6 separate regions of the Mus musculus genome follow, and all the other regions are linked to region 1. Evidence: chromatin contacts called from public Hi-C, HiChIP or PLAC-seq and Micro-C data. All regions are on one chromosome and are shown on one strand. The core of a region is the stretch at or near the end of the contact, and the rest is flanking DNA. Distances in the headings are between cores, read along the strand shown.

Evidence for each region. A called contact is a pair of places that touch in the nucleus more often than the background predicts. HiChIP or PLAC-seq counts read pairs in DNA pulled down with a chosen protein or histone mark.
Region 2: an H3K4me3 HiChIP or PLAC-seq map of embryonic stem cells shows a contact between it and region 1, with 9 read pairs. The contact joins the promoter of Sgta here to the promoter of Klf16 in region 1. A contact is called at or near these places in 4 of 39 promoter capture datasets (the SN4741 cell line, embryonic stem cells and liver), 1 of 484 Hi-C or Micro-C datasets (embryonic stem cells), 6 of 115 datasets of contacts at active chromatin or transcription factors (astrocytes, embryonic stem cells, large pre-B cells and 3 more) and 1 of 9 other capture datasets (liver).
Region 3: a contact with region 1 is called in a Micro-C map of embryonic stem cells, with 2.6 times the contacts expected there. The contact joins the promoter of Pwwp3a here to the promoter of Klf16 in region 1. A contact is called at or near these places in 2 of 39 promoter capture datasets (erythroid cells and liver), 2 of 484 Hi-C or Micro-C datasets (both in embryonic stem cells), 4 of 115 datasets of contacts at active chromatin or transcription factors (embryonic stem cells, pancreatic cancer cells and pro-B cells) and 2 of 9 other capture datasets (adipose tissue and macrophages).
Region 4: a contact with region 1 is called in a Hi-C map of muscle stem cells, with 2.3 times the contacts expected there. The contact joins the promoter of Gamt here to the promoter of Klf16 in region 1. A contact is called at or near these places in 9 of 39 promoter capture datasets (the C10 cell line, the HPC-7 cell line, cranial neural crest and 6 more), 2 of 15 datasets of contacts at CTCF or cohesin (CD8 T cells and the NIH/3T3 cell line), 6 of 484 Hi-C or Micro-C datasets (B cells, embryonic stem cells, granulocyte-monocyte progenitors and 2 more), 11 of 115 datasets of contacts at active chromatin or transcription factors (the SCID.adh cell line, Th17 cells, astrocytes and 7 more) and 2 of 9 other capture datasets (adipose tissue and liver).
Region 5: a contact with region 1 is called in a Hi-C map of cerebral cortex, with 4 times the contacts expected there. The contact joins the promoter of Apc2 here to the promoter of Klf16 in region 1. A contact is called at or near these places in 12 of 39 promoter capture datasets (the 3T3-L1 cell line, the C10 cell line, the HPC-7 cell line and 7 more), 1 of 15 datasets of contacts at CTCF or cohesin (the NIH/3T3 cell line), 4 of 484 Hi-C or Micro-C datasets (B cells, the N1E-115 cell line, cerebral cortex and 1 more), 6 of 115 datasets of contacts at active chromatin or transcription factors (astrocytes, bone marrow-derived macrophages, effector CD8 T cells and 3 more) and 1 of 9 other capture datasets (liver).
Region 6: a contact with region 1 is called in a Hi-C map of nephron progenitors, with 4 times the contacts expected there. The contact joins the promoter of Midn here to the promoter of Klf16 in region 1. A contact is called at or near these places in 3 of 39 promoter capture datasets (the C10 cell line, neural stem cells and pre-B cells), 5 of 484 Hi-C or Micro-C datasets (CD8 T cells, cortical neurons, embryonic stem cells and 1 more), 4 of 115 datasets of contacts at active chromatin or transcription factors (bone marrow-derived macrophages, extraembryonic endoderm stem cells, large pre-B cells and 1 more) and 2 of 9 other capture datasets (adipose tissue and pancreatic islet).

The regions. Positions count from the first base shown.
Region 1 is chr10:80,574,848-80,579,319 of GRCm38.p6, forward strand. Klf16 (Kruppel-like factor 16) reads right to left here and starts at 2,449. Exons shown (of 2, transcript NM_078477.2): 1 at 1,900-2,449. The coding sequence starts at 2,353. It overlaps Gm26710 (predicted gene, 26710), which reads left to right and starts at 3,277. Exons shown (of 3, transcript NR_155863.1): 1 at 3,277-3,435; 2 at 4,100-4,228; 3 at 4,467-4,472.
Region 2 is chr10:81,057,600-81,062,357 of GRCm38.p6, forward strand. It overlaps Sgta (small glutamine-rich tetratricopeptide repeat (TPR)-containing, alpha), which reads right to left and starts at 2,672. Exons shown (of 12, transcript NM_001358550.1): 1 at 2,529-2,672.
Region 3 is chr10:80,224,014-80,228,570 of GRCm38.p6, forward strand. It overlaps Pwwp3a (PWWP domain containing 3A, DNA repair factor), which reads left to right and starts at 2,585. Exons shown (of 14, transcript NM_023431.5): 1 at 2,585-2,691; 2 at 4,309-4,425. The coding sequence starts at 4,369.
Region 4 is chr10:80,259,099-80,263,428 of GRCm38.p6, forward strand. Gamt (guanidinoacetate methyltransferase) reads right to left here and starts at 1,914. Exons shown (of 6, transcript NM_010255.4): 1 at 1,623-1,914; 2 at 670-815; 3 at 503-566; 4 at 79-146. The coding sequence starts at 1,803. It also overlaps a transcript of Dazap1 not described here.
Region 5 is chr10:80,299,438-80,304,164 of GRCm38.p6, forward strand. It overlaps Apc2 (APC regulator of WNT signaling pathway 2), which reads left to right and starts at 1,605. Exons shown (of 15, transcript NM_001372241.1): 1 at 1,605-1,878; 2 at 2,383-2,541; 3 at 2,700-2,790; 4 at 2,877-3,057. The coding sequence starts at 1,786.
Region 6 is chr10:80,146,952-80,151,745 of GRCm38.p6, forward strand. It overlaps Midn (midnolin), which reads left to right and starts at 1,321. Exons shown (of 9, transcript NM_021565.2): 1 at 1,321-1,398; 2 at 2,731-3,362; 3 at 4,427-4,514; 4 at 4,710-4,772. The coding sequence starts at 3,127.

The sequences.
Region 1 (4,472 bases), core at 1,199-3,698:
TGATCCCATGAATGGTGTTAATAAGGGAGTTTGGGGACACGGTATCCCGTGTGTGTCCTGGTGGTCAAGGATGATTCAGGATCCAGTGTAGAGTGGAACTCCATACCCCACCTCGTGGACCTGCCTGCTGTCATCCCTAGACCCCAGACTTCAGCTCTCAGGCCTCAATTTCTCTAGCAAGGCAGGTCACCCTTCCCAGCTTAGGGGTGGCTTGCAGCCTTTGACATTTGAGTAACAGAACTGTCTCCAGGTGGGGAGGGCGTTGGATTCCTCTGTGATCGACCTCAAGTTCTGGGAACTAGGAAGCCTGCTGGGTTGGAAGGTGTGGGTGGTGCAGTCTGAATCAGAAAGACAGGGTCCCTGGCTCAGCAGGCTCCCATCACTGCAAGGCCAAATTCACTTGGTGTGAGCCAGGACACCCTGGATTCCAGTCTGTGGCAAAGAGAGACATCTTTCTCCACTCTCTCTCTCCCTTCCCCCAAACCAACCCCCAACACACACACACAGCCTTGCTACATGTGTGGCCCCCTCAAATGTTCTGTAGAGAGAAATGTGTATACACAGGTGATATGGAGCTGCCCATACATGTGGGCACCAACACGGGGGTAGCCCCTAGACCACAGGGGCTCAAGCCAGCAGCTCAAAACACAGTGAGAGGAGGCATCATCTATGCCCTCTCTCTGGCTCAGTAGAATCCAAAGATGGCTCCTCCACCCCCATACCTGCCCTGAACATGCCTGGGGCCACCCACACACCTATGGAGGCTGTCCTAATCTCTCTCCCAGTGTGACCATGTTAGGAGACCCACCCCCACCCCCATCAAGCCCTCTTTGGGTGCCTTGCTGCCCACATCAACTGTATCAGTAAGGCAGCCTCTATCTCTTATATAGACAGGAGATGGCGAACCAAAAGCAAGTAAATAGAGGGATAACAAGCAGGGGGCCCTATCCCAGGGATGCCTTGGAGCTGTTGACTACACCGCTGTTAAAGGGGTAGATTGTCAAATCCCAGTGCAAATCCCAGCTAACATGGATAGACCCTTGGACAGGAAGCGGCCAGTACCTAGCAAAAGGTTTGCCCCATCCAATCCGGGGGGATTGGGCATCCCAGAAACACTGGTGTGGCTAAATCTCGTTGTCCATCTTGGACCTTGACCTGACCCATCACAGGTGTGTGGAGTGGGCCAACACAAAACGTAGGCGAAGAGTTGTGGTGAGGATTTCAATCCCACTGGATTGAAGATTCAAGCCCCAACTCCAGGTCCGGGTCGTGGCCTCGCTCCACCATGTTAAAAGTACACAGAATGGAAAGAAAAATGTTCCGGGCAGCCACCCCTCACCACTGCTATGCTACCACCTAACCCTGCGCGAGAGTCTTCGCTGCCCTTCGGAGGGAATCCGCGCTGCTACCCAGAAGGCCGTAACCCGGATCTACCGACCCTCTTCACAGATAAGGAAACTGAGGCTGGGGGAGGGCCGAGAAAGAACTACGGAACCGGATGTTCTGACCACCAAGGGCGAGACCATGAAGCGCAGAAAAACAGGACAAGAATACCAAGCGAAAACGAAGGAGTAGGGGGCTGAGGACTGTGATCGCGCGTGGTGGACCCACCATGCCGGGGTAGATCCCGAACAACCTGCAATCGCGGGAGATTTGGCCACCAGGGCCGCCCTCCGCGCGCCGCCCGACCGCGTGGCCGCCACGCCTCCCCGCGCGCGCCCCACCCACCACGTCCCCGCCCTCCCGGCCGGCGGGCCGCTGAAGCCTGGGCGCGCCCCCCTCCCCGCCCCCCACGCGCCACGCAGTTTCGGGGTTCCAAGTGAGATGGGGGAACGGGGTCCCCGAGACCTCTCTAATGCACTCCCTGCATCCCACCTGTGTAAAATACGAGGGGCTTACCTGTGTGAGTCCGCAGGTGTGACTTGAGGTGCGAAGACTTGTAATAGGCTTTGGCGCAGCCATGGAAGGGACAGCGGTGGCTTTTGGCGGCGCCGGGGGCGCGGCCCGAAGAGGGAGACGAAGCGGCTGAGGAGGAGGAGACCGGAGAGGTGCCCCCCGCGGTGCTGGCTGCGGTGGCGACTACCGGCCCGCCTCTCAGATCGGCCAGGATGCTGGCGGCCAGCAGGTGGGGCGCAGCGGTGGCGCCTCCCGGCCCCGGAGCCGTAGCTGGCGGTGGCGGTGCCCCAGGGGTCCCCGGCGGCGTGGCCTCGCGGCGCGTGGCGCGCACATCCAGACCGGCAGCGGGGCCCGCGCCCTCGGGGCCGGGTCGTCCGCGATGCACCACGGCTCCCGAGGAGATGGCCATGAGCACGTCGGCGGCAAAGTAATCCACACACGCCACGGCCGCCGACATGCCGGGCAAGGACGCGGAGACACGGAATCGGCGGCGGGAGAGAAGCGGAGGCGGTGGGACCTACGCCCGTCCGGCCGGCAGCGGCTGCTAGAGTGCGGGAGGCGGAGGAGGGAAGGGAGGAGGAGGCCCCGGCGCGCCGCCGCCGCCCGCGCTCAGTCCCGCCCCGCCCCGCCTGACGCTCCCTGACGCACCGGAGCCCGCGGGGGCGGCCGCAGCCTGCCCCTCCTGGAGGACGCCCCCTCGGGGCTCAGTAGCCACGCCCTCTCCCCACCGCGGACACGCCCCCTCCTGCCGCGCCCTCGGTCCTCCAGAGAGTCGCGCGCCACCGCTGATGGGCGGAGCTCACACTGCCAGCTGCCGGTCCTCCCGCACTTCAAACCCCCCCTCCCCTCGTGTACCAGCAGAGCACCCGGGGTCCCCAAATCCCTGGATTGTGCCCTCTCCACGTAAGAACAAGCCAAACGGAGGGAAATCGTTCCCCTGGCCTGGTACGCACTACCCTCACCAGTGCCCTTCCCGGATCGTCACCTCCCAAGGCTTTGAGAGTTACGCCCACCCCCGCGACACGCCCACACACCCCACCCCAGCCTCGGATGCTCCGCCTCCTACCCCCAGTGCGCGCCACGCCTCCTCCGGGCGCGCGCTCCATCCTCTTCCCGGCGCGCCCACCACGCTGTGCCCGGTGCGCAGTCGCCGGGAACTCTCCCCTCCCCAACTCGTCCCTCCTCCCACTCCACATTCAGGCACTGGGACGCGCCCCTGTCCGCGGTGTGTGTGTCGGGGGATGGGGTGGGGAGTGCGATCCGCACGTGGCCAGGGTGGGGGTGCGGAAGCGCGCTGCCCCGCCCCCGGGCCACGTGCGCGACCCTCCCCCTCCTTCCTGGCCTTGAAGCAGGGCAATAACCCACCAATCCTGACTCCCCATCTCTGGGTCCCCAATGCCATTCTTGGCTTGGGGACAAAATATCCCGGAGGTCGAACTTGAGAGCGTAGGGTACCCACTACCCTGCCTAGCTGATCGAGTTTGTAGAGTTCGTCTTTGCGCACCGGGACTCGAGAATCACTAGGCCTGTGGATAACCGGTATGGCAAAAGTGAACAGGGCTGCAATAAGAAGGTCTGGCTCGGTCATCTATGCGAAGCTAGGGACACTGGAGTTCTGGTTGTTTCGTCCCTCCCTCACTGGCCCTTTGAGACTGGGACAGGGAAACTGAGGCTGACTAATGGAGCGATTGGAAACTTCCATGGATAATCGACCAAGTTGTGAAATGATGGTCCCCTAAAAGCCCCAGGCCCTAGGCGCCGGTTGCGCGGAAGTAGGAGACCAGGCTCCCGCCCCTTCCTAACTCCCGCCGGGTTGCGGAGGCCATGCAGTGGCCCGCGCAGCCTCCAGGGGGCGAAGCACCCCAACCGACAGCAGTCTGTCGGTCCGAGCTCCATCATGTTTATTCCCCAGCAGAGGCTAACCGGTGGCAGAGGTCCTTGCTCTGGGTGTCATCTCTACCTTCCCCACCTGCACCCCAAGCTGACTTGGTCAGGTTCCAGTGCTCTGCCGTCGAGTTGGCCATGTTTCTCTAGGCCCCACTATACTTTGTGTTGACACCGTGTCCCTCAACGACAGAGGTTGAATACTCTGGGGGACCTCTGCACAAATCTAGCTGGACAGAAATGGACAGGTTACACAAGTCCACGTTGTTCAGAAGTACACACCTACCCATCTTTCCATTGCTTGCCCTCCAACAACCAGAACCCTGCGATCCTGACCCAGCTTCTGTGGCTTTCTGAAGGGATCTTTTGCCCTCCCTCCCGCCACCTGAAGAGAGGAGCCATCAGGATGAATTGATTCATGATGCCCCGCCTAACAGCAGCTAGAGTGGTAAGTAAGGTTGGTTGTACAACCACCAGGTGGTGCCACTTAGCATGCCCCAAGCACATTTGTGTCCTAAGGGCTTAAGCCTGTGAGAGCCGGCTGTGAGCTAATCCTGCCATTGCATGTAGCAGCCCCCCATTACCGTTCATGCATATTAGCCTCATACCCCAAGCCCCAGACACGAGGTGGATCGGTTGTTGATCTGACCCAGGAGAGACCTAAAAACAGTCGCCCTACCTTACAGATGGCA
Region 2 (4,758 bases), core at 1,422-3,921, 480 kb after region 1:
TCTGTGCTGAGGACTCCAGTGTAGCTGCCTGGGCCAAGTCCCAATGGGTGGAGTGTCACTCGGCACACAGGAAGCCCTGGGATGCAGGAGGCCCCGTCTCAAAACGAAACACCAAGAAGGCTTGGAGTATGGTTCATTGTGGTGCCAACACCCTGCCATGAAGTACCAGCTGGGACCTCAGACAGCGGCTCCAGGTACTTAATCCAGTAGGCAATCCCTTACCCCGAGAAATGGGATGCACACACAACCTCGGGACCCATACAACCTATACAGAGGCCTCAGCGGTGAGGAGCCACTGGGCTCGGATTCCATTTTAACACCAGAGCCCAGTATGCACAGCTGGCTAGCCTCAAACTTAAGGCAATCCGCCCATGTCTGCCTCTGGAGTGCTAGAATTAAAGGCATGCTTCATTATCGGCTACCAGTAGCATCAATGTGTGTGTGTGTGTTTGTGTGCGTGCGTGCGCGCGCGCGCGCATGTATTTGTGTGTGTCTATGTGAGTGTGTGGTGTGTGTCTATGTGAATGTGTGTCTATGTGAGTATGTGGTGTGTGTATGTGTGAGGTGTCTGTGTGTGTATATGTGAGTGAATGTGTGATGTAGTATGTGTATGTGTGTGTAGTGTGCGTGTGTGTAGTGTGTGTGTGTGTGTCCATACACATGTGGAAACTAAAGGTAGATCAAGAGTGAGTATACTCCCTCCAGGCAGCATGTCATGTTTTAGAGGCAGTGTCTGTCCCTGGGACACGGAGCTGATGTTGGGACTAGGCAGGCTATGCAGAGAGCCCGGTATCTGCCTATCTTGTGCTCCCCCACACACACACTGAAATTACAAGTGCCCCCAGCACTCTCACCCAGCTTTTTCCATGGGGAATCCACAGGGAATTGAACTCAGACCCTCATGCCAAGCATGTTGCTCACTGAGTTGTTTCCCCAACAGAAGCACTGTTCTGTGGGCAATGTTCCTGACCCCCACCCAGTGTCAGTGTCACATCAGAAGCCCCTTCAGTCACACCGATCACAAACATCCCCATACACTGTCCCTGTGGATGAGAATGACCAATAAAAGGAAAGACTGATCAAATAAATGACCACAGAGGGACAAAACAGGAAAGTCATCTCAATCAACTGGTGGGGAACGTGTGCCTTCACCAGCCACCACAGAGGCTAACAGACCTCTGCTAATGGACCTTAGGACAATTAATGTCCAGGTGACAGACACAGAGACATAACAATTTCAACTGACTTTCTTTGTTTTTGTTGTTGCTAACATTTCATTTTTGGTTTTGGTTTTTCAGGACAGGGTCTCACTCTGCAACCTGGCTGTCCTGGAACTCATTCTGTAGACCAGAGGCTGGCCTCGAACTCTGAGAGCTCCTCCTGCCTCTGCCTCCTGAGTGCTGGGATCAAAGTCGGACACCACTACAACCTGGCTTTTGAGACAAGAGGATTTCACCATGTAGCCCAACATAGCCTTGAACTTCACTTCCATCCTCCCGATTCAGCCTCCTACAAGCTGGGATGACAGCCAGCAAGCCCAGCTTACAACTAAACGGGCCCAGACTGACATCCTTTTTACGTTAATTATGATGCCAGATGAGGTGGTGGCACCTACAGTCCTGGCAGAGGTGGCGCTGAGGCCAGCCTGGCTCACATAGTGAGTTCCAGGACAGCCAGAGACAGATAAAGACTTTGTCTCAAAACAAACAAACTATTAATTATGTCGATTTCATTTTCAGACAGGGTCTCACGTTGTGGTCCAGCTACCTCCACCGTGTTAGGTATCCAAGGCTGGGCCTGAACTCACTCCCCGCGATCCAGCTGTCTCCCCCTCTCAATTGAAAGACTGGATTATAGGTTGTGGACCAAAGTTCTAGACTATTTGCTCGAGTCTTTGCTTTTGGTTGTTTCGTTTTCTGAGACAAAGTATGTAGTCCTTGCTAGCATGGAAGTCCCACGATACTCCTGCCTCTGCCCATGTGTCAGCACACCTGCCTTACCATTGTTTTAAGAAAACTCCTCCTCAGAGAGGTCAAGCTATTTGCCCTAGCATGCACAGCTGGCCCTCTGCCCTTCAAACCCACACACTACCTACCTTTGGCACCAAAATCAAACACACCCTCCCAATGGGAAGGAGCACCCACAACTGCTCAGACAATGGTGACAACGTCCATTGTACAGAAGAGGAAAACTGAGGCTGTGGGCAGGCAACAGGCTAAGCAAGGTCACCAGGGTGAGGAATGGCAATGTAAGAGGGTCTTAGACCTTAGGGGCCCCGAGAAAACTGAGATCCGCCCCACACACACCTAAACGCTGACCTTTTCGTGAGAAAAAGCGACGAGGGGTGGGGGTGGGTTGGGACGCTGTCTGCCTCAGTTTCCTCTCTGCGCCGCCCGCTCACGTGACCCCGAAGAGAGCAGAAGTCCGGATCACAAGCCACCTTTGTCCCAGGGGCTCCCGAGCACAGCGAAGCTAAACCCACAGACCCCCGACGCCCATACGGGGCACGGCGGAGCCCCCAGCCTCACCTCTCAGTCGACCGAAGACCCGACCCACCGACGGCTGCGCCTGCGCACCGCGGCGCAGCCAAGCTCCGCCCTCAGGACCAAGACGCCTGCGCAGAAAAAAACCATTTCCTGTGTAGGTTTCCTTTTGCGCATGCGCTCAAGTGCACCCTTCGCTCTAAAACAGAAGTGACGTCACGCGAAGAGGGGGGTCACAAGCTGGTTGTTATGGAAACTGCCCTCTGGAGGCATCAGGAAAACCGGAAGTTAGTCTGACAGTCACCAAGCGGGTCAGGCCTAAAGCACGGTGGGGCGGCGGCGGACCCCTGAGGCACCAAGGCAGACCACGTGGTATGGAGTCTGTCACGTGATCTAGCTGCTTTCAGCAAGACAAATCTGAATCAAAGCCACTAACTGATGCTATGAAGTTTTTGGTTCTGTTTTCGTAATTTTTTTTTTTAAAGATTTATTTATTTTTATATGTAGGTACACTGTAGCTGTCTTCAGACACACCAGAAGAGGGCATCGGATCTCATTGTGGATGGTTGTGAGCCACCATGTGGTTGCTGGGATTTGAACTCAGGACCTTTGGAAGAGCAGTCAGTGCTCTTACCTGCTGAGCCATCTCACCAGCCCCCTGTTTTCGTAATTTTTTTTTTCTTTTTCCTTTTTTTAAAATGACAATACTACGAGCCCAGCCTGGCCCGGAACTCTTCATCCACTTCGCCCATCTTGGAAACTGGCATATCCCACTTTCTGTGAAAGCAGTAAGTGTGATTAACCACTAAACAATCTACTTCACTTATTTTTATATTTAAAACCTATTTACAAACTTATCTTTTGCACACCCCAACTTCTTTCTGATGCCTAAAAGAAAAACAAAGATTAGCAGCCAGACAGTGGTGGTGCTCGCCTTTAATCTCAGCACTGGAGAGGCGGGGGAATCGCGGTGAGTTTGAGGCAAGCCTTGTCTACAAAGGATAGCCAAAGCTACACAGAAAAACCTGTCTCAAAAAATAAAAACAGGAGCCGGGCGTGGTGGCCCACGCCTTTAATCCCAGCACTCGGGATGAGTTCGAGGCCAGCCTGGTCTACAGAGCGAGTTCCAGGACAGCCAGGGCTACACAGAGAAACCCTGTCTCAAAAAACCAAAAATAAATAAAAAAATAAAAATAAAAATAAAAACAGGTCGGGCGTGGTAGCGCACGCCTTTAATCCCAGCACTCGGGAGCCAGAGGCAGGCAGATTTCTGAGTTCCAGGCCAGCCTGCTCTACAAAGTGAGTTCCAGGACAGCCAGGGCTATACAGAGAAACCCTGTCTCGAAAAACCAAAAAAAAAATTAATAAATAAAAATAAATAAAACCAACTTATCTTTACTTTTGAATTATGTGGATGTCTATGTGTGGGTGTCTGCATGGGAATACAGTGCCTATAAAAATCAGAAGAGGGCATGGAATCCCCAAGGCTAGAGTTGGGTGCAGTGCAATTCAGGCCCTCTGCAAAAGCTGTATGTACTCTACTTTTTTTATTTTCTTTGAGACAGGGTCTCATACCGTAGGCAAGGTTGGGCTAAAACTGCACTACCCAGTTTGCAATATGTACTCTTAACCATTGAACTATCTCTCCTATTTTCATTTTACCATGTCTTACTATGTAGCTCAGGTTGACCTTAAATTTATGGAATTCCAGGTGGGCCATGGTGGCACAGGCCTGTAATCCCAGCGCTCAGTAGGCAGAGGCAGGAGGATCTCTGTGAGTTCCAGGACAGCCAGGGCCACACAGAGAAACCCTGTCTTGGAAGCAGAAAAGAAAAGCAAGAACTCTGTCCATCCCCCTGCATCAGTGTCCAAGTGCTGATATGATATGCTGTGATCCTGCCAATCCTCTGCACACACCCCACCTTTGACATGGCGTAGTTATAATTACCAAACTTAGTGTCCTGGGTTGGTTAGGGATGTGAGGTGTGCAATAAGTCAGGATAGAAAAGCTGTGAGGGACGTGAGAGGAGAGAAGATGTTGCCACCTTCACAGGAACTGATGCCATTCTCTATCAGAGAATTCCAGGGCAATTACCAACTCTTTAAGACTTTTCTTCTTTCCAGGGTGAAAACATACTGTTTTCTAGAAATCTTGCCAAAAATTCCCTTTACAGGGAAAGGGTACTGACATAATGAAACCCTCTTACAACCTGTGATTTCTGATCTTTATCTCATCAGATTAGTTTTAACTATCGAATTGACACAACCGAGAATC
Region 3 (4,557 bases), core at 1,335-3,834, 350 kb before region 1:
CCTCAGTGGCCAAGGGGATGCTCTCTTTCTCCTGCCTTTGCTAGATAGTGTTTGCGCATACATGTATATGTGTGTGTTAGTGTGTGTGCATGTGTATGTGTGCACGCATGTGTGTGCCCACGCACACATGTGCCTGTGGAGGTCAAAAGAGGGCATCAGGTCCCCTGACGCTGGAGTTACAGGCTGCTGTTAGCTGCCTGATGTGCATTCTGGGAAATAAACTCAGATCTCCTGCAAGAGCATCAGTCTGCACTGTTAACCACAGCTCTACCTGTGTGTGTGTGTGTGTGTGCACGCATGCACGTGCCTGTCTGTGCATATGAGCCTAAACTCCAGGCATCCAGAGACAGGATTAGAGGCATGCATCATTACACCTGGGTTTTTGTTATGGATTCCTGGGATCGAACTCAGGTCCTTGAGTTTGCATGGCTAGCACTCTAGCTCCTGAGCCTTCTCCCCAGACTCTTTCTCTTTGTTCACTGCTGAGAGCTGAGAGATGCACTGCATGTAGCAGTGAACTCAATCTAAGACTGAAGTCTACACGTACTGCTAGTCCAGGGAACTTCCAATTGTGGATGTTCTGAAAGATTACATTGGAACATCACAATCTCCTCTGAATTAAGGTAGCATAGCACTGGTATTCCCAACATCCAAGACCCCAGTTAGGTCGTGAGGGGACCTTAGGAGGAACCGCATTGCCCTCACTGTGTCCCTGCTCAAGTTTTACAGTTTAGCCCTGATGTAGGATATTCAGTGCATAATGGACAGGACAGTCACTTGTCATGGAATCTCAGAGGACCCCCAACAGGAAAAGACATGGGAAAATGCACTAGCAATGGGGGTCAAGGCCTCTGTTCCTGGGTGCCCGACCCTGGCACATCTGTTCACTGAAGCTGAGGAAGAAGAGAGTTCATAGTGAGTGGGTTAAACAGGGACCAAGTTAACTGGTTCATGGGTAAGTGAGTTAGTAATGAATGGATCAACTGGCAAGTTGGTTAAACCATGAAGAGGTTACTAAATGGATGGGTTGATTAGTAAACGGCTAAACTGATGAATGGGTTGGTTAACTGGTGACTGGGTTTAACTAATTCCTTACATTACCATCTTTTGCTCACTGCTTCTGCTTCAATTGTGAACCTATAGAACCAACCTTGCTGAGAGACCTGGCCATCCCATGCATCCCACGGACACGCTCACACCACCCACTCACCCACATCCCCTCCACCACGCATAACCTCCAAGCTTATGCAGACCAGTAATGCTTGGTGGTGACAATGTGACAATCCTCACTTCAAGAGAATTACCTGAGAATCAGTGGCCTAGAACACACACACACTGCCCACTTTGGCCAGTGCTGTCAGGAGACCCTAGTACTGCCATCTAAGCTTCTGGGCCTGGGATTCCTGACCCCATGTCACTTGTGGCACAAGCCACCATCCTAATGACACCCAGGGTGCAGGCCCGTCATCTCACCTCTGTGGCCAACAACAACACTTGTTCTCCATCTGTAATAAGCACAGTAGAAAAACACTTAGGTTGGAGAGATGGCTCTTCCAGAGGATGGAGGTTCAAATCCCAGCACCCACGTGGCCCCTCACAACTTCCTGTAGTACTCCAAGATCTGATGGCTTCACACAGACATGCATGCAGGCAAACGCCAATGCGCATGAAATGGGAATAAGTAAACCATTTTAAAAAGGAAAAACAGTCATGAGAGACCAGGTCAGTGACATTGCTCAGGTGAGCAGCCTAACTGCCTTAGTTAAGAATTTGAGTGTGAACCTCACCTGCAGTGGTGGCACACGCCTTTAATCCCAGCATTTGGCAGGCAGAGGCAGGTAGAGTTTGAGGCCAGCCTGGTCTCTACAAAGTGAGTACCAGGACAGCCACAGCTATACAGAAAGATCCTGTCTCAAAAAAACAAAAACAAAAACATTTGTCGGCAGCCAAACTGGAAACTTCCAGTTCTAGAAAAGTCCATGGATACAGGTCCTGGATGCAGCCCCCCTCCCTCCCAGTCGCTGACTATGCTTGGGGACCTAGGTATGAGGCCATCTCACATTCTATTTTCCACTTCAGGACTTGGGCATCCTCACTGGATGGCTTTTTTTTTTTCCCACATAGGTGGGATAACTTCCTTCTGGGGTGGGAATCGGGTTACTTCGGAAGCTGGAAGGTACTAGAAGTCTGTGAGGAGCTCGTGAGGCCTTCGCCTTCCCAACCCCCCTCTGTCTTCGCATAGCTGCTCGCAGGCGGAAATCTGTCTGGAAAAAGGGCCCACTTTCCGTCTCAGGAACCATTGCAGGATGTAGGAAAACTGGGGCGTGGACTACGGGCTGAGGCGTGGTCTAGGGAGGCCGCCGCCGTCTGTGGGAGGGGCCATGATGTGAGCTCCATCTTCTTATTGGCCAGCAGCGGGGGGTGGGACTTGGAGCGGGCCTCCCGGTCTACCCTGCCTCGGGCCCAGGGGGAGCCCTCGCCGCGCACTCCACAAGTTGGGCAGGAGGGAAGGCGGTGGAGGGCGTGACCGATGGGCTGAGGCGTGGCCCGCAGGAGGTGGCGCGCTCTTGGGGGGCGGGGTCGAGGCGCAGGTACGCAGTTCCCATTGGGCGGCGGCGCGGGCGGGACTCGGCGCCGCTGTGAGGCAGGCCCCGCCCCTAGCCCGCGGGGATCTGCGCGGCGGCGGAGGCGGTGAGCGCGCGGGCTTGCGGCGGCGGTTGGCGGGCGGGCTTCCGCCGTTGGGACCGCCGCGGCCTGGTCGCTCAGGCTCGGACGCCGCGTCAGGCGGGCTGGGTGGGTGAGCCCGCTGCGGCCTGGGGAGGGCCGGGCGGGGTGCAGGCGGAGAGCCTGGGGAAGGGCGGCGGCTGGGCTGGACCAGCTGGGCCGCGTCCGGTTCTGCGCAGGGCCCACGTGCGGCCGAGGCCCCTGGGGGGCTGAGAACCTCGTTTCCTGGTGCAAACCCTGTGTTTCTGACCTAAGTCCCCTTCTCTGCAGCCTGAGCCCCATCCCTGCCGAGAGCCTCGTATTTCCGGCCTGATCCCTATCTTCTGCAGCCTGAACCCCGTATTTCCGGCCTTATATCTCTCTTCTGCAACCTGAGCCCCGAGTTTCCTACCTTATACCCCTTTTTTGCAGCCTGAACCCGTGTCCTTGCTAAGACCCCGAGTTTCCTGCTGGAGGCCCCTTATTGACCGGATACCTCGACCTCTGCAGTATCAACCCAACATTACACACATACACACACACACCCCGTGCCGCCTGAATCGTGAATTTACTGCTTGGTACCCTGTCTCAGCAGCCTGAATTTATGTCCTTGCTGAAAATTCTGGATTTCTTGCCTTATTTCTTCCCTTTGACCCCCTCTCTGCAGTCTAAGCCCCCAATTTGCTGCTCGAACCTTATCCCTGTTGTGAACTCTGAGTTTCATGTCAGAATCGCAGTCTCCGCGCCCAAACTCCCTCTAGCCTGACCTCCCATTCATTGCTGTAAACCCTATATTTCCTGCTGAACTCAAGTTTCTGCAGCTTGAATCTCAGTTCCTCTGTGAACCCCATCTTTGTTTCCCTACTGCAAACCCCACCTCTTTTACCTGACTCCTACCTGAACCTCTTTCTTTGCTATGGACATATTTGCTGCCCAAACCCCAGTCCTTGTTACCTGAGCCTCATCTTTTGTTGTCTGAGTTCCCATAACGCTGCAGAGCCCTTGTTATCTCCTGAAACCCCACCCTGCTTTAATGAACTCCCATCCTTGCTGGGAACCCTGTTCCCCCAACTCTGCTGCCTGTAATCCCTCTGGAAAACCTTTCCTGCTTCTACGATCCCTTCTACTACATAAACCCTTGTTTCTGCTGGTAGTTCCCTTGTTCCTGCCGTCCTTCCTGCTGCTTTGGTCCCCCTTCCCCCATCTTTCCATTTCTGTTCACAGCCCTGGCTGCTTCTGCCAGAACCCTGCATCTGTCCCTGTCCTTCCAGGGAATGGGGTATGTGGAGTGTGGTGTGTGCTGCAGCCACCCTTCAGGCCCGAGGCAGGGAGGGCTTGTGAGCTTTGCTGCTGCAGCATAGTTTGCGTGCAACCTTAAAGAGGGGATCTGTTAAATTTTATTTACAGAAAACAAGACATTTCCTCAAATTCCAGGGCCCTGCACTTGACTGTCACTTGGCTCTTTGCCCAACGTCTCAAGACCAGGCTCTGAATTGACCTGTGTCCTAGAAGCTGGGTGTGCGGCTAGCCTCTGCCCTGGAAGATTGTGTCTGTGTGAACCTCACTGCTGCAAGCAGCACCTTTCTAAAACACATTTCATTGCAGGGGACCTCTGGCCTCAGTCAAGCCTGTACCACCGCACGCCCAGATACTCCTTTCTGAGTCATGACGGATGCCAAGTATGTCCTCTGCCGATGGGGGAAGCGACTGTGGCCTGCGAAGGTGACAGCCCTTATTCTCTTAATTTCAGGAATTAGAAATGACTTTTGGTGACAATAAAGTCTTCATCAGGCTCTGTTCCTCAGAGTAACTATGAGAGAGAGCCGAGCCTGAATGCTCGGCACTGGGATCTGC
Region 4 (4,330 bases), core at 664-3,163, 320 kb before region 1:
CTGCTGGTCTGTAAATGTCACATGCCCTGCCCACCTGACCTTCCAAGGCCCACCGTCCCTGGCCCCCTGCAGTCCTACCTTAATAAAGTTGAACTGGTGAGTGTGCCAGGCCTCTTCAGACAGCGGGTACGTGTCATATAGAATCCCTGCAGTTTGAACACATACCAGTCAGCGCTGGCACAGCCTTGCCCAACCTCATCTGAGCCATCCCATGGCCTTGGACGCTAACCCAGCCCATACAGCTGCCCTTCCCACGGATGTGTCCCCAGTGCACATTGGAGGTGTGTTTGTTGGGATGGGGGACAACTTGTAGGCATCCATTCTCTCCTTACACCACGTACATCCTGGGGGTCAAACTTTGGTCATCCTTTTGATGGCAAGCTCCACCAGGCTGAAGAGGGTATGGTAGTGTAAAAGCAGGCACAGGCTGCCAAGTAGTACCCAGACGCTAGCGGGTTCCCCAGAGCTCAACCCCTTTGCCAGGCTCCCAGAGTTCCCTCACCATCAAAGTGACCGTCAGGCAGGGTAGGTGCCACCTCCTCCCACAGGCCTTTCAAGGGAACAACCTTGGAGAGGAGAGGGTCAAAAGAGGTTGAGGGTCACATGGGACCCCATGATCTCCCAGCCCTGAGGGTTACTCCCAGTCTGCACCCCAGCGGCAGAAGGTACCTTATGTGGCTGCCGCAGGGCCCAGTCTTGTAGACGCTGGAAGACCCCATCATTGCACTCAATAATCCAGTGTTCCTCTATGGGGGCCTGTTGCACCCTGGAGGCTGCAATGGCCATACCGAAGCCCACTTCCAAGACCCGGCCCCCTAGGAGGACAAAACATGACAGCTGGTTTGGGTGGGGGAGGGGGACTTAGATGTGAGGCCTGGCTCACACTTGCCTCAAGGCCAGCCAGCCAGCCAGCCAGCAGGACCATGTGGGTGGACAGAACAAAGTAACAGCAGAGTGTGGGCTCGGGCCAGCTGCCAATCAGAGCGGCTAGCCTGGGAGCCCAGGGCCTGGCCCCAGGGATCCCTGGACTCTGAGCCCCTGCCCACGCGATTTGTGCTCTAATCTGTGAGAAAGGGCCAAGCCTGGCTTGGAGGCTCTACACCTGCAGCCCCTCCACGTTTCATTCTGCACCTAATACCAAGTCCTCATTTGCCTTGGGTGAACTTTGAAGTCCACTCACTCACTGCCCATCTGCCCTGTTTGAAGCTGGGGTGCCTCAGACACCACCCCTTGTACAGAAGTTCAGGGCCACAGCACCGGGACAGCTGCCTCTCTGCTCAGTTTTCCCAAGCTATTCTTAGCAACAGCCCCTGGAGACTCGGAGGTTCCCGACAAGCACAAGCCTCACGCCCCTCTGCTCTTTCTCGCTCTTTCTATTAAGTTCCACTCGACTGTGGTCCGAAGACCCAGCCCCGGGAAGTAGAAATCTTCCCTGGGAGAGGAAGTTCCAGTTCGGAGCCGGGACCTCTTTCCTGCGTCCACTTTTTGCAAATACCCTTCCCTTCCCGACCAAGGTAGCCCCAAGGCAGCTCAGTGCCTCAGGCAAGGAAACTGAGACTTGCAACATGCATGGGAGCTCCTGCTCTTTTAAGCTGCAGCCTCAGTTTCCTCTGGCAGAGTACCTCTGGAGGCAGCAGCCGCCGCTAGCGCATGCATATAGGGGGTCTCCCAACGCTCCATCACTGGCTTGCCCAGGATTTGCAGGTGCGTGTCAGACGCGTCATAGGCCGCGGGGGCCGCGCGCCACGCGGGGCCGCAGTCCTCGCCGGGCGCGAAGAGCGGGCTAGCTGCAGAAGAGCTCATGGTGAGGCTGTGCAAACCAGGCCGGGAGCGCAGGGCTGCGGAGCCGCGGGGCCGGTGGAGGCGGAGTGGGGCGGTGCCTCTGCACAGAGATTAGCCTTGCACTCAAGTGGGTGGGAGCCTGAGGCGGGGGCGGGGCCTATGCGCCCTAAAGAACTCCGTGGCTGAGCCGTGTGGGCGGGGCCTACTCGCTGGGGCGGGGCTTTTCTGGGCTAGGGTGGGTCCAGTCATTAGAAGAGGGTTGGCCCTTGCTCTGGGAGGGGGTCCAGCCTGGCACTGGGCTGGGCCTGGGTGGATGGAGCTGAGGGACAGGGTGGAGCGTGCTCACGGTCGGGGCTACTCGCTGGAGCCCAAAGTAAAGTTCTGAGGGGCGGATCTACGGAATGGGATAGGTCCTGCACTGGTGGGCTGGGGAGGAGTCCAATCTTTTGCTATGGATGGGGCCAGAGCTGTGGGTTGGGACAGAATCCAGACTTCTATGAGGAATGCAGGCAGGAGCCATACAGGATGGAGCCTGTATGGTAGGACAGAGTCCAGCCTTCTGCTAGGGGCGGGGCCGGAGCAATGGGGTGGGGTCACCATTCTGCTAAGTATGAGAGACGAAACTAAGGAACGGGGCCAGCCGGCTGAGACCGTGGTGTCCAGCCTTCTGCTACGGATGAGGACAGAGCCATGGGGTAGGTGTTTATGGGATAGGATGAAATCCAAGCGTTCTGCTACTGGCGAAGCCTAGTCTTCTTTCACGGGTGGGGCCCAGCCTGGTAGAGGCAAAACAGGATCCGGGGCCTAGCTTTCCGCTAGAGCTGAGGCTGGCGCCAAGGAGGCGGGGCCTGAGGATAGGGTAATTGTGGAGTCCAGCTGAGTCCATCCTTTTACTATGAATGGGGCGGAGCCTGCGGACCTGGGCGGGGCCAAGTTATCTAGGCAGGAAGTTGGAGCCATGAGGGGTGAAGTGCCTGCGGTGCAAGGAGGGACGTTTAGAGACTACCAGTGGTCCCAGTGCCATGGAGAGTACCATATGCTGGCACGTGCACTGTTGTGGCTTCTGGAGGGGCGGGGCAAGCTCCCTGGCACCACATTTGGAATGAGGCTTGACTTTCTGCATTTGCCTGGCTGGCTCGCAAGGGTACTGGATTTACTGTTTGAAGAGGCTGTGAAACTTCCTGATCTCAGCGTGTCGTCCACGATGCTCCTCTAAGTTGATTCTTTTTTTTTTTTTTTTTTAGGTTTTTCGAGATAGGGTTTCTCTGTGTAGCCCTGGCTGTCCTGGAACTCACGCTGTAGACCAGGCTGGCCTCGAACTCAGAACTCCACCTGCCTCTGCCTCCCCAGTGCCGGGATTAAAGGCGTGCGCCACCAGGCCCGGCCCAAGTTGATTTTTTTATTTCTATTTATCCGTTTATTTAGAGACAGGAGCTCCTGACTGGCCTGGAGCTTGCTATTGAGAACAAGTTGGCCGCGAACTCACAGATTTCTGCCTGATTCTACCTCTGAACTGCTGGGATTTAAAGGCGTATGCCACCATGCCTGGCTGAATGCCTCAAGTTTAGACATTCATTGGCCTGGTGAGGTCCAAGAAGCCGGCCCTCTCTCAGCTGCTCTAATCCATACCTGTCATTCAGCAGCTCTAGCTTACTACTGGGTCACTTGGACATGTTAGGTGTAGCGATCTGATGATTTTTCTAAGAACTGCTGGAAAAGCAGTGACACTCTTAATCCTTAGAAGATGTTACAGCAATAACTGTTGGTGCCCTCATTTTACAGGTGGGGAAAACTGCTAAAAACAGGAGTGGAGACCAGGGCTCCAATTTAGAACCGCAACAGTTAGCACTTTTGGGAGTTTTGGTTTGTTTTTTTATTTATTTTATTTTTTGGTTTGTCGAGACAGGGTTTCTCTTTATAGCTCTGGCTGTCCTGGAGCTCACTTTGTAGACCAGGCTGGCCTCAAACTCAGAAACCCACCTGCCTCTGCCTCCCGAGTGCTGGGATTAAAGGCCTGCGCCACCACGCCCCGCTGTTTTTTATTTTTTAATGTACTTGGTGTCTCATCCCTGTGCACCACCTGAGGCGCAGTCACTGGCATTGTGATTTCCCACTTGGGTCCTGACAATCAAACTTTGGTCTTCTGGAAGAAACAGGTTCTCATGTAGCCCAAGATAGCTTCAAACTCTCACACAGCTAAGGATGACCTCGAATTCCAGATCCTGCCTCCTCCACCTCTCCAGTGCCAGGATCAACAATGTGTACTGCTATGCCCGGTTTCTGCAGCTCATGAAGGGTCTTGGGCATTGTGCCTGCCAGGAGAGCACTTCCCCCACTGAATTCTAGGTCCACTGCGCCACTCCTCTGAGTGGCCTTCTGATGATCTCATGTGGTCTAATTAAAGCAGAAAATGGGTAGCTTTGTCATCTCAGCACTCCAGAGTCAGCGACAGCAAGATCTCTATGAGTTCCAGGACAATTGGGGCTACATAGGAAGACTCTGTCTCCAAACAAAAGCTTTGGACTGTTTTTTATAATCTGAGCTGTTA
Region 5 (4,727 bases), core at 355-2,854, 280 kb before region 1:
TTCACGGTTCCCACACCGGATTCTTGGGAGATGGTGCATAAGGAATGGAAGAGAGAAGGATGCTGTGCGCCCCAGGGGAATTGCTGTGTGCTCTGGTCTGAGTCTTTTCCTCTCTACTCTGTAGAGGGAACGGGATGACAGGAAGTCAGAGATGCACACCTCTGGGTGTTGTGCCTCCCTCCTCTGAATCGCTCCGTAAACCCACATTCCTTTATTGCTGTTTTCCTGTCATCTGCCGAGGTGGCTTCTTGATGGAAGCTTGGGGCTGGGGATGGAGGCGGCTCTTTCTGTAGGACGATGTAGGTTGTGGGGCTACCGGAGTCAAAGGTGGCCTCGTGTGCAAACCTAAGGACAAGTGAGTGCATCTCTGTCCCCAGCGAATTCCAGTGTGCCTGTGGGGGTCAAGGCTTATCCCGAGGGCATCAGGAGCCATAGTGCAAGGATGGCGTCTTTTGGAGGGGAGTGTGACTTCAGTATATAGCAGGCAAGGAGAGGATGGAGGAGTGGCCTGGTGAGAGGGGTGCAGAATCGAATGCGAATGCACCCAGCCTAGAGGGCTGGTAGCCCTGTGGATTCCGAACAACAGGGTACATTAAAGAAGGGCATCAAATGTGGACTGAGAACGTCGGCACAGGTTGGCATGTGGGGATGGATGTCCGTACCTGCCGAGCCTCATCTGTTTCTTTTGGCTGGGCAGGGCATGGGTGACTTCAGCTCCAACCAGGGCTTAGATTAGATATGAGCCTTGTTCCTAGCTGGGATACCCCGAATTTGGTTTGGGTAGGATTAACATCCTACCCAAAGACAAGCATGAGTAGGTCTCCCTTGGGACCTTCTGTCAGCCCTTGGACCGGCCAGGATTTTCCTCACCCTTCAGGTGGATGCAGAAGGCGTGGAGAGGGGACTGCTTTGTTTGTATTAATTTTTGGTCTTTTGAGACAGAGCCATATGTAGCCCAGGCTAGTCATGAACCCAATATGTAGCCTAAGCTAGGCTTGAATTCTTGATCTTCCTACCACCACCTTCTGAGTGCTGAAACAATGGGTGAGCGCCACCATGCCTGCCTAACTGCCTGGACTTCTGAGCATCCCAGGGTCTGGATTTTGATTATGTCTGTCTTTCCTCCTCCCCCTCTTCTTTCCCACCCCTCAGCCCTGGACCTCAGTTTCCCTTTTGGGGGAACAGCTGTTTTAGGAAGAGAGCAGAAGGCATGGCTAGGTCCACAGCAGGTCCTCTGAGGGGATGGAATGATGAGGGGCTGAGACCCTAGACACTCACTGCTTCCCTCTACCCATGTCCTGGGTGACATCAGGGTAGGCGGGGCTTTCCAGAGAAGAAGGGAAAAAAAGAGCATTAGGTTATGTGTGTTGGGGGTGGGGGGAGCAGGTGTCACCTAAGCAGGGGAGGGGGTGTGGTTGGTTTGGGATGAAGCCTCAAGGCTGGCAAGGAGAGGAAGCTCCTGAGGAGGGAGCAGCCGAGAGGATGAGATGGTGTTACGCACTCCACCGTGCCTCAGGACGAGAGGATGCTATTGGTGGACCTCAGACAAAGGCGGAGGGAGGGGGCTTCCATAGACGGAAGGGAACAAAGACGGAAGGAGGATCAGTCGTGGAGGTCTCAGGATAGCCTTGGAGGGAGAGCCAAGCTGGGGGAGAAGGTGCTGGCCAACTGGACAGAGGGAGGAGGCCGGACAGAGAGAGAAAGAAAAGACAGACAGAAGCACAAAGAATGGGGCTGTGACGGAGCTGAGGGAGGCATGGTATCCAGGCTGGAGGTTGCTGAGCCATGAACAGAGCCACTGGGGACCCTTGCGTGAGTGGAGGGATGTGGGGCCACAGGGGGTCCCGGCCCAGGACACAAACACCTGGGAGGATTGTGGTGAGTCGGGGTCTTCTGCATCGCCCTCCCTTCCTCTTGCCCATCACTCTCTTAGCCAAGGCTGCTCGGCCTTCAGGGTGTTCTGGGCTATCTAGTGACCCCTCCTTCCCAGTGTGTCTGCCCTCCTGTCTGTCTGTCTGTCTGTCTGTCTGCAGTCAGCTTCTCCTGTGTCAGTCTGTGAGCCTGGTGGCCTCCAGGTGGCCCTGCTGACTTAGACTGCCAGGGTGACAGATGTCTGTGTGTCTCTCTGGCTGTCAGTACAGGTATCATAGAGTCTTTCTGTCTGTCCACCCATCAGTTAGCCTTATACACATCAAATAGCCTCCCAGGTTCAATTCCTCCTGTTTCTATGTCTCTCTCAAATGCTGGTTCCCAGGTGACTGGTTGACACTATTCCTGCCTCGAGGGCACACCCAGGATGGGTGGGAGGGCTGGGCTCTGCTCCAGGACTTTCTGAGAGGGAGCCGATGACCAGCACCCACTGTTGTGACCCCTTACCCCCAGGCACTGCAGGAGTTGAAAATGACCAGCTCCATGGCCTCATATGAGCAGCTGGTGCGCCAGGTGGAGGCCCTGAAGGCCGAGAACACTCACTTAAGGCAGGAGCTGAGGGATAACTCTAGCCATCTCTCCAAGCTTGAGACAGAGACTTCTGGAATGAAGGTGAGAGCCTGCATGGAGGGCATGGGTCAGAAAGACAGACACGAAAGCACCGATGTCTTGGGAGGGGTCCTCAAGGCATGTGGACTGCCAGGGTGACAGATGTCTGTGTGTCCAGGCAGCCCTGATGCTCACAGACCTATTCCCTACCATGCCCGCAGGAGGTCCTGAAACACCTCCAGGGCAAGCTGGAGCAGGAGGCGAGAGTGCTCGTGTCTTCCGGGCAGACAGAAGTGTTAGAGCAACTGAAAGGTGAGTGACTTCCAGAACGGCCCATGGCCAGCAGGGATATAGCAAGAGCAGGTCACTGACCTTCACCAGTGCCTCCCTCCCTCCAGCTCTTCAGACTGACATCAGTAGCCTGTACAACCTCAAGTTTCATGCTCCAGCCCTGGGCCCGGAGCCTGCCGCCCGGACTCCAGAGGGAAGCCCAGTGCACGGCTCTGGACCATCCAAGGACAGCTTTGGAGAGCTGAGCCGGGCCACCATCCGCCTGCTGGAAGAACTGGACCAGGAGAGGTGAGAGGGCGTGGGAAAGGACCTGCCCCCAGGGACCTCTGCCCTCGGATTGGGTCGCTGGCAATGACCCCGCCCCCAACCAGCCACACCCACCTCCAGGCTCTTTCACTCATCTCCACTCTATCCCTGTCTGGCTGACCCCAACTGGTGGACAGAGGATATGAGGACATTCCTGGCAAGGGGAAAGGCTCCTGGGAGAGAAGAGCCTCCACCCCCATCTCCGGGGCCGAGACATACAGGCGTCCCTAGGGACAGAGCCGTATCCAAAGTCAGGGCTCAGAAACAGGCCTGACGCCAGAGATCCTCAAGGAGGCCTTTGTTGATAGAAGGACAGAAGCCCAAAAATTCTGGGCCCAGGGCCAGTGGAGGGGGCAGCACCAAAGGGGGCAACCCAGCTCGGCCCCTCTGGGTTGCACGAGGTCACTTGACAAACAGTTTAAGTCCGCTCTGCGGCGCAACTTCTCAGATGAATGCTCTGTAAAATGGAAATAGAACTTTGTTAATTGGTATTGTTTTTCCTTTCTGGATCCCTGACCACATTTATTTCTTTGGGGACACCATAGCACATGTGTGGAAGTCAGAGAACACCAGGAAATCCCGGGAGTCAAACTCAGGGTTCTTAGGTTGCCGACAAATACCTTTGCCCACTCCGATAACTTAGCCTATTTAAACAAAAAATTTAAAGAAAGGGGTCTTGTACTGGGGAGATGGCTCAGCGGTTAAGAGCACTGACTGCTTTTTCAGAGGTCCTGAGTCCAAATCCCAGAAACCACATAAGATCTAATGCCCTCTTCTGGTGTGTATCAAGACAACTACAGTATACTTATATATAATAAATAAATAAATCTTTAAAAAGAAAGGAATAAGGAAAGAGAGAGAGAGGAGAGAGAAAGAGAGAAAGAGAGAAAGAAAGAAAGAAAGAAAGAAAGAAAGAAAGAAAGAAAGAAAGAAAGAAAGAGGTCTCAGCGTACAGTCCAGCAGTCCAGGCTGGTCAGTCTTCTGCCTCAGCCTCCTCAGTGCCTGCCGGGGTGACAGGGTAAATGAAGAGGGACTCTTGAGCCTGACCCCTGGTGTGTACACTGGACATGACAGGTGCTGGAGCACTTCTCGGGTCTTCCTAGGATCTCCTGTTCTTTCCTTTTTAGCTGGTTATTTGTTTATTTTTCAAGATAGGGTTTCTCTGCGTAGCTCTGGCTGTCCTGTAGACCAAGATGGCCTCAAACTCAGAGATCTGTCGTCGGCCTCAGGCTCCCGAGTGCTGAGATTACAGGTGCCACCACCGCCAGGCCAGGCTATTTTATCTTTTTTTTTTTTTTTTTTCAGTCAAGGCTTTCAAGTAGCCCTCAAATTTGCCAAGTAGCCAAGGCTGGTCAAGTTCTCCCACAGTGCTAAGATGGCAGGCACACATCCCCTAGATTGCCGCTTCTAGCTTTTTCCGATTACATTTGTTTGTTTATTTGTTTGTTTTCGAGACAGGGTTCCTTTGTATAGCCCTGGCTGTCCTGGAACTCACTCTGTAGACCAGGCTGGCCTCGAACTCAGAAATCTGCCTGCCTCTGCCTCCCGAGTGCTGGGATTAAAGGCGTGGGCCACCACACCCGGCTCCAATTACATTTATTAACAATTATATTTATTTGTATGTGGTCCAGGGCGACCCGCACAAGTCACTT
Region 6 (4,794 bases), core at 71-2,570, 430 kb before region 1:
GAGTCTTGGGCTTCATGCTAAGGACAAAGGACCACACAGGAAGAAGAGACAGGAAGCAGGCAGTCTGGGCACCCTGCATTTATTACAGTGGCTTTCAGTCTGAATGGTGTCAGAGCCAGCCCACCTCACCTATCCCTTCCCTGAGGTCCCTCCAGAGGCAAACCCTGCCTCTGACCTCCACACTGCGCAGCTTCAGTTTGTACTTCTGAACAAACTCCTGCTCATCCCTCAAAGTCTCTGGGCCTCCAAGTGTTCTCTGGCCTGACCATGACCCTGGGAGACTGGGAGTGTCTGGCACGCCTGTCTGCTTGGGGGCCCAGCATGCCTGTCCAGAATGATCAGCCAGAGAGGAAGGTGACCTAGGAAGGAACTGGCCTGGGAGGGGCACCCAGGGTGGTGGTGGTGCTCAGACCAGATAAGTGCAAGAGACCGCATACGTGGACAGGAGATGGAAGGTTAGGGAAGTGATGGAGGGTCTGGCCACGCTCAAATGACAAAGGGCTGGCTCCTTGGTCCATAGGTGGGTGAGTGAGTATCCACCCCAAAGGCCAGGGCCAGGGCCAGTATGTGCCGATGCATCTGTGCTGTGAGAACAGATCACACATGCCAGGCTGCAGAAGGCCTTCCTTTGCTTGTCTGGTACTTTGTAATTAACCCAGAGGGGCCTGGAGATACAGACACATTCAGCCAAGCCCACTGATGACCTGAGCTGACTTCTGGGACCCATATGCTGGAGTGAGAACCAACTATGCTATGGTGTAGGGTGCATTAGGGACTGGGCTACTCAGAGGTCACACAGGTGACTGGCCTAGGCAAGGCCAGGGATGGATGAATCGTCACAGAAATGGCCTCTGAGGTCATCGTTAAAGGATGAGGAGGCTAGGCAGCTGTCAGGGGCACCTACTGCCTAGCAGGTGACACTACCCTGTTTTCCTGGACCTAGGCTGCTGACTAAGGAACCCCTTCCCGTTCCGCCCCCCCCTTCCACACGCGGGCGCCCCCAGGCGGAAGCACCAGGCCAACAGGAAAGGGGGCGGAGCAGGGAAGCAGGCCAAACACCCCCCCAATCCTAATGTGAGGTGAACCCCAGTACATGGGGAGGTAGGAGTTACCCAGGTCGGTGACACCCCTGAGGCACTGCTCTGTGGGTGCTGCGAAGCCCTAGGGCCGGTGTCCCTGTCCAGGCCAGCAGGCGGTGGGGTGGGGTGGGGGGGTTAGGGAATGCGTCACCATTGCCCGGCCCCCCGCCCCTTGCCCGCCCAAACTCCACCCCAGGGAAGGCGGCGCGGATAAAGGCTCAGGGGCCGCCCGCCCGGCCCCAGACCGGCACGGCCACCTCTTGCCAGGACCCATACGCAGGTCATCTGGAGCAGTGGTGACCCAGGACCTACGGAGCCGGTGAGTAGGGGCGGGACCGCACGAAACGGAGAGGGGCCCCCACCCGCCGTAAACTTCTCAGGCTGTCCCACTCTTTGTTCTTTGAATCGTCCGCACCTAGTGTGCCTCAGGACCCGGAGCCCTCCAACTTGTGGGGTGGGAGGGGCTGCGCACTATGGGCACCGCCCTGGCGGGACTGCAGCTCACGCCCCCCAACCCCCCCCCCCCCCCCGCACTCAGCCAGTGACCTTGAACTGTTTGTAGACTCAGTTTCCCTTTATGTGCGGTCTTAAGTCTTCTCTGCATTGCTAAGTATAAAGGTTCTCAACGGACCCTCCCCACATGCAGACCCCCAATTCTTGGCGCACCCCTTCCCCAGCCAAGACGCACGGCACTCCTCCCCCGGGACTCGGGCAGCGCTCCCGGGCGGGGACTGCAGAGGGCGCGCCGGGGCTGCTGACTCACCGCTGCCCGAAGCGGGGCGCGCGCGGGCGCAGCCGGGGACGCCGCATCACGTCACGGCTTGGGCGGGCACACCTCGGGAAACGGGCCGACCCGGGATTGGGAGGGGGGGAAGTCAGAAAAAAAAAAACTGAGGGTGAGTTAGGTTAGGACGCGAAGTGGCACTGGTTCGGGAGGGACGGATCTAATCAAAGCCACGTCACCGAGCTGCAGGGCCCTGCCCAAGCTGTGGGTTCCGCCCAAGTTCTCCAATATCATTGCATCCACCCACCCACGGGGGCGGAAGACAGCCCTGTCCTTGAGAGGCCAGCTCGCGACCCTTGACCATGAGGCTCAGGGCTCAAGCGACAGCTTCCGCAGGCTGTAGCTTCCCGGACAGACCCAGCGGGGAGGCGCCACGATTTCCTGTTCCTTATTCGGGAACAATGGCCGGCTCCTAGCCTTTTCTCCCGACCGCTCCCGTTGCGGACTGAAGGGGTTAGGCTCGCGCAGAGGGGCGGGGAGGGGGGGTGCTAAGTCCTAAAACTCGGGTCCGCTACCCTCAGGGCCCGCCCGCCCTTTGTTAAGGTCTTTGGGCCTTATGAATGGCTCTGGGAGCGGGTGGGGGGTCGCGGGGGCTGGTCAGGATCGGCCTCAGCCCAACCCTCTTGGCATCTCCATTGGACGCAGAAGGGACGGGGCGGAGAGAAAGGGAGGGTCTCGCTGCCACGTGGGGTAGCCCCGCGGCGATTCTCATTGGCCCGGTAGCGCGACGGACTGGGCGGTCTGTGTGTTTTGATTGGCCGCCGCCAGGCCGGCGGAGTAAGTAGTGAATGGGAGGGGGCGGTGGTCCCGCCCATTGGAACGTTGATACATGATAACTTTTTTTTTTCTTCGTACTTTCACCCCCAGATCTTGCGAGCGGCGGCTGCGGCTGTTGCTAAGGGAAGGGACGCGCGGGGTAGCACGACCCGAGAGGGATCCAGGCACCGTGCGAACCAGGATAGCTTGCCCCGTTTCTCTAGGACCCTCCCCGTGCCGTACCCAGGTCGCTGTCATCCGCCCTTGAAAACGGATCACAGACCCCACCCCGGGGCGCAACCCAAGGATCCCACACGACCCCGGAGCACCACTCGGATTCTTGATTGCCGGCTCAATTCCTAACGTTGGGACCTTCCCCAAGGGGCGCACGCACTGCTCCTGTCCCTGGGCGCCCGCGGAGCGGAGGAGGACCTTGTTTCGGCGGGGGAGTCCCGGCTAGGATTGGAGGCGACCCGCAGGCCCCCAGTTCTCCAGCGCGCGCCGGGGATGGAGCCGCAGCCCGGCGGTGCCCGGAGCTGCCGGCGCGGGGCCCCCGGCGGCGCCTGCGAGCTGAACACGGCCACGGAGTCGGCCGCACCCATGAGCCTGGCGATCCACAGCACTACGGGGACCCGCTACGACCTGTCGGTGCCCCACGACGAGACCGTGGAAGGGCTGCGCAAAAGGTTGTCCCAACGCCTCAAAGTACCCAAGGAACGCCTGGCGCTGCTTCACAAAGACACGTAGGTAGAGCGCCGCCCCCGCCTGCGCGCCCCCTGGCACCGGGCCGCCCCCTCGGGCCCGGGCCCCGGGCGGGAACAAAGAGCGCGCCGCGCGGGGAAGCAGGGGCAGCCAGACGGGGGGGGGGGGGGGGGATCGGGGGCGCGCCGCGCGCTCTCGGGCGCCCTCTGCTTGGCCTTACTTGCTTGGGCCCCTTCCCCCGCCGGGGTCTGCACAAAGGCAGGAGCACCCTGCGGGGCCCCAGGGTGCACGGGAAATACAGGGATGACAGGGGAGTTGTGGGCCCCCGGGATGGCACAAGGAGGGGTCCGTTCGCTGTGTGCCTGGGGAGGGGTGCACAGCCACCCCCTCTCATGCCGGCGGTCTCGCCGCTTCCGCATCTGCTTGGCGGCCCCCTCTGCGTCTGGCTGTCTCCCCATCACTTGCGTCTCTCTACCCCCCTTTGTTCTCGGTTCCCCACACCTCCTCCTCACCTGGTATTTAAATCGCCTCCAGGCCGGGGAGCCACCCCCCGCTCCCCCGTCCCCTGGCGGGCCTCTGGGGACACGCAATGTCCATCCCCAGCGGAGGGGCCCCAGTGGGGGAGGGGCGGAGGGGGAGGGTCTCCTTTGTTTGAGCAGCGGGCCTGCGCTGGCGAGGGAGGAGGGGGAGCCTGGGTCGGCAGAGCCCCCGAAGGCCTCTCAAAGAGGGCCGGAGCCCCGCGGCGCCCACAAAGACGAGCCCGGGCAAGAATTGGAGAGTTGTAGGCAGGAGCTGGCCTGAAGAGAGGCGCGGGGGAGGGTGGCAAAGAGCCCACGGGGGTTCAGGTGATAGCAAAGTCTCTTGTCTTTTGCAGATGGGTTAGTGCTTAGTGCTTTCACCTGGAGTTAAGTGTCAAGGCTTAGGGGGCTCCCAGGCCAGTAGGCCTCCCCACAGGCACTTGGGCCTGGAGAGCTGAGGGGTGGAAAACGCTCCTCTGTCCTCCCCTCTCCTTGGGCAGGCACAGCCCTCCTCCTCCTCCTCCTCAGCCTCCGCTTCCGCGTCTCTGTGTTGTCTCCCGTCTCACCCTCTTCCTTCCTACCCCCAGCCGGCTCAGTTCGGGGAAGCTGCAGGAATTCGGCGTGGGGGATGGGAGCAAGTTGACGCTCGTGCCCACGGTGGAAGCTGGCCTCATGGTAAATGACTGAGGGGCGCGTGCCCAGGAGGCTTTATAATCCCCTGGCCACCTCACTCCACAAATGCACCCACCATCTTCCCCTTGCAAAGAGCTCTCCCACTGCCCCTAGCACGCAAGGCTCACCCCTCAACCCCCACCCCCCTCACTGCTCTAAACACACTCTGAGGTTACTCTTCCGTCCCTCTCTTTGTAGTCCCAGGCCTCGAGGCCGGAACAGTCCGTTATGCAAGCCTTGGAAAGTTTGACCGAGACCCAGGTAAGGACCCACCACCCTCCCC